Regions from separate parts of the Mus musculus genome. Here region 1 is linked to region 2. A link is a contact called in public HiChIP or PLAC-seq data. All regions are on one chromosome and are shown on one strand. Each heading gives the region's core, a stretch centred on a gene start, on an enhancer-like site or on the middle of the called end of the contact. The rest is flanking DNA. Distances are from core to core; before and after follow the strand shown.

What was found. HiChIP or PLAC-seq counts read pairs in DNA pulled down with a chosen protein or histone mark.
Region 1: an HNF4G HiChIP or PLAC-seq map of pancreatic cancer cells shows a contact between it and region 2. The contact joins two enhancer-like sites. A contact is called at or near these places in 8 of 39 promoter capture datasets (the HPC-7 cell line, embryonic stem cells, hematopoietic stem and progenitor cells and 3 more), 1 of 484 Hi-C or Micro-C datasets (trophoblast stem cells) and 1 of 115 datasets of contacts at active chromatin or transcription factors (pancreatic cancer cells).

What each region holds. Positions count from the first base shown.
Region 1 is chr2:127,889,396-127,892,117 of GRCm38.p6, reverse strand. All of the region lies in intron 8 of Acoxl (acyl-Coenzyme A oxidase-like), which reads right to left. Among named protein-coding and RNA genes, the nearest start is that of Acoxl, 36 kb to the right of the region's middle. Within about 2 kb of position 1,292, at least 43 of the 459 cell types and tissues checked have an H3K27ac peak or open chromatin away from gene starts, as enhancers often do. A contact at or near this core is called in pancreatic cancer cells, where this site is marked.
Region 2 is chr2:127,758,944-127,761,658 of GRCm38.p6, reverse strand. It overlaps Nphp1 (nephronophthisis 1 (juvenile) homolog (human)), which reads left to right. Exons shown (of 20, transcript NM_016902.4): 12 at 423-497; 13 at 1,973-2,083. Among named protein-coding and RNA genes, the nearest start is that of Nphp1, 29 kb to the left of the region's middle. Within about 2 kb of position 1,443, at least 42 of the 459 cell types and tissues checked have an H3K27ac peak or open chromatin away from gene starts, as enhancers often do. A contact at or near this core is called in pancreatic cancer cells, where this site is marked.

The sequences.
Region 1 (2,722 bases), core at 43-2,542, 130 kb before region 2:
AAGCCGGGCAGTGGTGGCGCATGCCTTTAGTCCCAGCACTTGGGAGGCAGAGGCAGGTGGATTTCTGAGTTCAAGGCCAGCCTGGTCTACAAAGTGAGTTCCAGGACAGCCAGGGCTACACAGAGAAACCCTGTCTTGAAAAACAAATAAACAAACAAACAGAAAAAAAGAAAGAAAATTATTACAGTGGATTGAGTTTTTTAAAATTCCTCTGGACACCTTCCATAAATGTTTGCCATAAATGGCTCCTTTCCCCATAAAAGAACATCTGTATGAAGAAGCCTCGGGCCTCAGCCCTTCATTAGCCCTCCTGGCACACAGATGCTTGGGACCACGGAAAGGTACTACTCTTAGAAAAAGCCAGCAGCCTACTATAGAGCCACTAGATGGGGTGGAGGCCTAGATTCTGGCCCTGCCACTAGCCAGCTGACATCTGACAAATTCCAGTTTGGGTAGAATCTCTATGACTTTCAATGTAGACAATTTTTAAATCTTTGGTTAAGCTCAGTTAATCAAAGCAAACATGACTGTATACCACACAGTGATCCAGGAGCAGCTGTGGCTAGGGCTTATGCAAGACACTCAAAGACTTATCACCTGAAAACTACCCTGCCTGCACGGTAAGAACTGGACCCTAGTGAACTGTGAGCCCTGACAAACCCTGGACAAACTGCTATGTTGTTTTAGATCACAACATTTCTCAACTAAATACAAGACTCATGAGAATATCCACCTTACAGGACTGCCGAGATGAACTGTGATTGCTCATAGCATGCTTCAAATGCTGTCCCTTAACAGGAAGCTCTCAACAAAAGCCAGCCACAGTTGTGGCTTTTCTCTTTCAATCCCTTTCTCTGTGAATCTACTAAAGCAAGGGACAGAAACATGACAGAGTGAAATGTGAAGAAAAGGGACAGTCCCCTTCACAGGGACCATCTTACATGGAAATGGCTTCAGGCAGAAACACTGAGGAAAACCTGCCAGCCATCGGTTGTCATTGTCCAACCTTCCAGGTGGCACAGACGATGATTCCCAGTGACAGGTGACAGTCTCCATGAAACAATGCAGCTCCCTACAGCTGTAGCCCAGATACCCTCTGTCCCAAGTAAGTGGGCCACAGAGCTGAGGAAGGCCAGCTTCCTTCCTAGCAGGACCCAAGCAAGGAACATCTGAAAAACAGTCCACAGCCATGTGTCCCAGTCCCCATGGCTGCCGTGGCTGTACCTGGAGCCTCAGAAGGCTGGGTTCCCAGAGGCCTGTTTGGCCTCTGATGACTCACTGACAAGCAGTGCTGATCCTTGAACTGCTGGCACAGTCACAGCAGCTAAAGTTCCCTATGCCACATCAAACAGGGAGGAACGCCCAAGGACTTCCCTCTCCTTCAGCACTGAAAAACTCCACTCCTACCACAGGCGCTGAGAGTGTCCATCTATCTGTAAGCACGACCTAGCTGTGTGACTCAAGAAAGATGGGCTGCATGCCAACTCTAGGTCACTCTGCCAGGGATCAAGAGGCCTTACTCGGAAATATTTCTATAAAAGAGGGGGTGGGGCGCAGCTGAGCGACCGAGTTTGTATTCTTCATGTAGGAATTCTTAGATTCAATCCCAACCATGGAGAGCAGTGGGGCTTAGTATAGAACACAATCTCCGAGGTCCCTTCCAACCCACAATACCCTAGGGCTTTCCTTCTATAAGGTGCTAGCCCTGGATCCCGACCACCACCTGCCCCTGTCCCCTTGCCAGGGTAACCCTGGATGCTCCCTTTCAATGGTCTAGTTTCTTTGGTACACTCTGAGTCTCTGTGGGGTATGCACCAGGTCATCTCTATCATCATCGCAGTGCTGAAAGGGAACAAATTGGGCCCATATAAAAGGAACTGCGCTCAAAACGGTAGTTCTTCCACACACTTTCAACACACAAGCTTATCTCTAGCTGTACTGAGCTCTGGCTCCTCACTTTGGAGGAAAGTGCGGCAGATTAATCTTTTAAAAGATAAATATTGCGGTATATATGTCTTTAATCCCAGTAACTGGCCTGAAGAGGCAGGGATATCTCTCTGAGTTAGAGGCCAACCTGGTCTATAAGGGGAGTTCAAAGCCAGGCAGAGATACATTGCAAGACCCTGACTCAAAATAAAGATAAATGTTTACGTTTCTGTTGTAAAAACATAAGCAATTGCCATAGAGTCAACACGACAATGTGTAAGCATTTTTATACCCATCCAAAGTGATACAACGGGCTTTGGTTTTGTTGGGTTCATTTGATTTTAGGAGACATTTATGAGTCAAATTATGCCCTGGAGTCATCAAAATAACCATAGCTTATTTACAAGCTTGATCTTGAGCCCAGCAATCACACAGCTGAGGCTCCCCCACTCTCACAGTGACCATTGCCCTTTTAAAGTCAGCACTTGTGGTTGATAAGAAGCCGAATAAACCGCTGACAACGGCAAAATTCCAGCCACTTCTGACACCCAAAGCAAAGCAAATAAGCAGTCAGGAAACAATCCGCAAATTGGTCTTTGCTGCCCTCTGGTGGTTGGTCCTGGGAAGGTTCCACGCCATAGTTGACACAGATGTACCCTTACCCCAATCTCCCATCCCAGGACCATCTACGCTAAAACCATCATCCCACCAGAATTCTCACCCACAGAGCAAGTCCTGGTATTCTGCTCTCTTCTCCCTCTCCCCCTACCATTCTCTTCTCTCTCTCTCTCTCTCT
Region 2 (2,715 bases), core at 194-2,693:
TTTTCCCACAATCTAAGGCTGTCACAACTAAGAAGTGCTGCTGTCAGAACCAAGTAAGGACATGCCATCTGTAGAGATAGCCTCCCCACACAGCCCAGTTCTCTGAGCAGTCCAGCAAAGGCTGCAGTGCCAAAGGAAGCAGGGAGCCTGGGGCTTTCGGCTGGATGCTGCATTTTTACAGATTTTTTCTTGTGGGTAGAGATGGTGCTCAGGGCCTCACATGTGCTCAACATGTGCTCTGCACTGGACTCCCCACCCTCAGCTGCCTGCTTGGTTTTTCTCTCCCTTCTAATCTTTTGTTCTTCCATTTTCAACACATACACATAGATGCAGACATTGTTGCTGGCTTGGGATTCAGATGTGCAGGGTCTCATTGGCCCCTACAATGTGGTTTCAAATGAAAAAAAAAAATCTCCTTTTAGGTCCTGAGTAATATCCATACAGTTCGAGCCGTGTGGCAGCCTAAGAAGCCAAAAACATGGACCTTCTCTCCTCAGGTAAGTCACCTGCTGGGAGCCTCCTCCTGTGCAGTAGAAGGGGCACCGGAAGCTTCCAGAGTGTGCTGCATGGGACGTGCAGTGTTTAGGGCAAAATGGAAATCTTCATTATTTTTTGCAAGAGTCCCTCAGGTCCCTGACTCACTGAAGCTGTGACCACAGCCTCTAGGTGGATTTCAACTTTAGGAAATGTCCTTTCATGGAGCAGAAAACAAGAAGTAAGATTAGGATTGGGCGTTTTTCAAAATGAAATCTTCCAACTGTGCTAATGGCACTTGGTATTTCCCTCAGATAGGAATCAAAGGCTGGCGTGTCACACCCAGATCCCGCCGAGGCTGTGGTGAGGTTAGGGCTTCGAGCCCCTGAGTCAATGTCACACAGACACTGCCTAGTGAGTCAAGAGAGTCTTCGTGTACTTTTGACAGTATTGTTTGTGGTTTGCTTTTTCCTACCTCCAAGGACTCATGGCTTCATCGTTTGCCTCCCTCCCACAACTAACCCCTTTGTTCCCCTGCACCCTAGAAGCCCTTCAGTTCCCTTCCTCCTACTGCATCAGGTCTTAGCACAAGACAGGTCAGGGAGAGGGCACAGGCTGTGCTGGAGGCTCAGCCACCTCACTTGATGTGACTTGTGTCCTCGATGCTCCGTGGCACAGCTCCTCAAGCCCTTTGTTCCCTCACCCCCGCCTCTAGGGAGCACTGCTTGTCCTTTGGCTCAGACCTTCACAGTTTGCCCCTCATCTCTGGCAATGCGCAGCGTTAAAAGTCGGATTTCCTGGTTTCCCGGGACGTGAGGATGGGCTGAGGAATAATATGGGTGCTTTTCTTGCATGAAGCTGATCACATCACATGCTCTGGTGATGTGGGAGGAGTGTACATGTGCACTTACATTTGTGAGCAGCAGCAGTATCCACTACTGATAGATTATGGCCTTGGACAGGCCACATGCACCGTGGCCTTCAGTCCTTTAGAAATAGTGTGATGTAACAAACAGGATGTGTTTTGTCACAGCTCTGGGGTTGACTGATAGTTCTTTGCTTCTTTGCCTTTTCTAAGCAAAAAATAAATAAAAATTAATAACCAATCAACCAACTAAACAAACAAATCAAGAAGGTTTAAGGTAATTTCCCTGTCAACAGGAAAGCTAAATGTTTCTGCTTCTAATCATTCACGTGTGAATCTGGTCCATCTACTTTCAAGAACATTTTTTGTTTGTTCATTTTACATTTGTCTATTTTAACATATCATATGCTAAAACTATACATGCAAAAGAAGGGGAGAGGATAGCTTGGAGGTGTCAGTACTCTCCTCTACTTTGTGGGTCCATCCAGGGATCAAACTCAAGTCTTCAGGCCTGGCTGCAAGCCCTTTGCTCACTGAGCCATCTCTGTGGGCCCTTTAGTATAGCAAGAGCCCTTTGCTGATGAGGGACACTCTTCACTTCTGTCAGTAACTTTGGCTTCCTTATCTTTCTAGGTCACTGGCATCTTGCCATGCTTGCTCGATGGTGACTGTTTTATCAGGTCCAATTCTTCAACTCCAGACCTTGGGATATTATTTGAACTTGGAATTTCTTACATTCGCAATGTATGTCAAAACTGAAAGACAAACTGTTCTAATGCATCAAAGGGGAATCGTTAGAACCATATCTGACTTACAAGCAAAGTGATAGAAGCTATGTTAGCTACACTTGTGGTGTTCTGGTAAAACGCCCTGACAGAAGTGTTTATTCAGGGGAAGAGTTTATTCCAGCTCACAGTTCCAGGGATAAGAACACCATGGCAGGGAAGCACGCCAGGCAGCAGAGGGAGGCCTAGGCTCACTGCAGCAGCAGTCAAGAGGAAGGCAGGCAGGGAACAAATGGGACTGGACTGTAACCTCAAGGCTGCCCCAGTGACCCACTTCCTCCAGCAGGGTCTACCCCTAAAGGTTCTGCAACCAAAATCCCAAACAGTATACCAGCTGGAGACCAGGTATTCAAACATACATGCCTTTAGGGGAGATCCACACTGAAACCACAAAGAAGGATTTCTGTGTATCAGAAATTAACTCTGAAGGAACCAGATTGATGCTGACTCTCATTTTTTTTTTTAATTATTCATTTTATGTGAGTACATTATTGCTATCTTCAGACACACCAGAAGAGGGTGTCAGATCCCATCATAGATGGTTGTGAGCCACCATGTGGTTTCTGGGAATTGAACTTAGTACATCTGGAA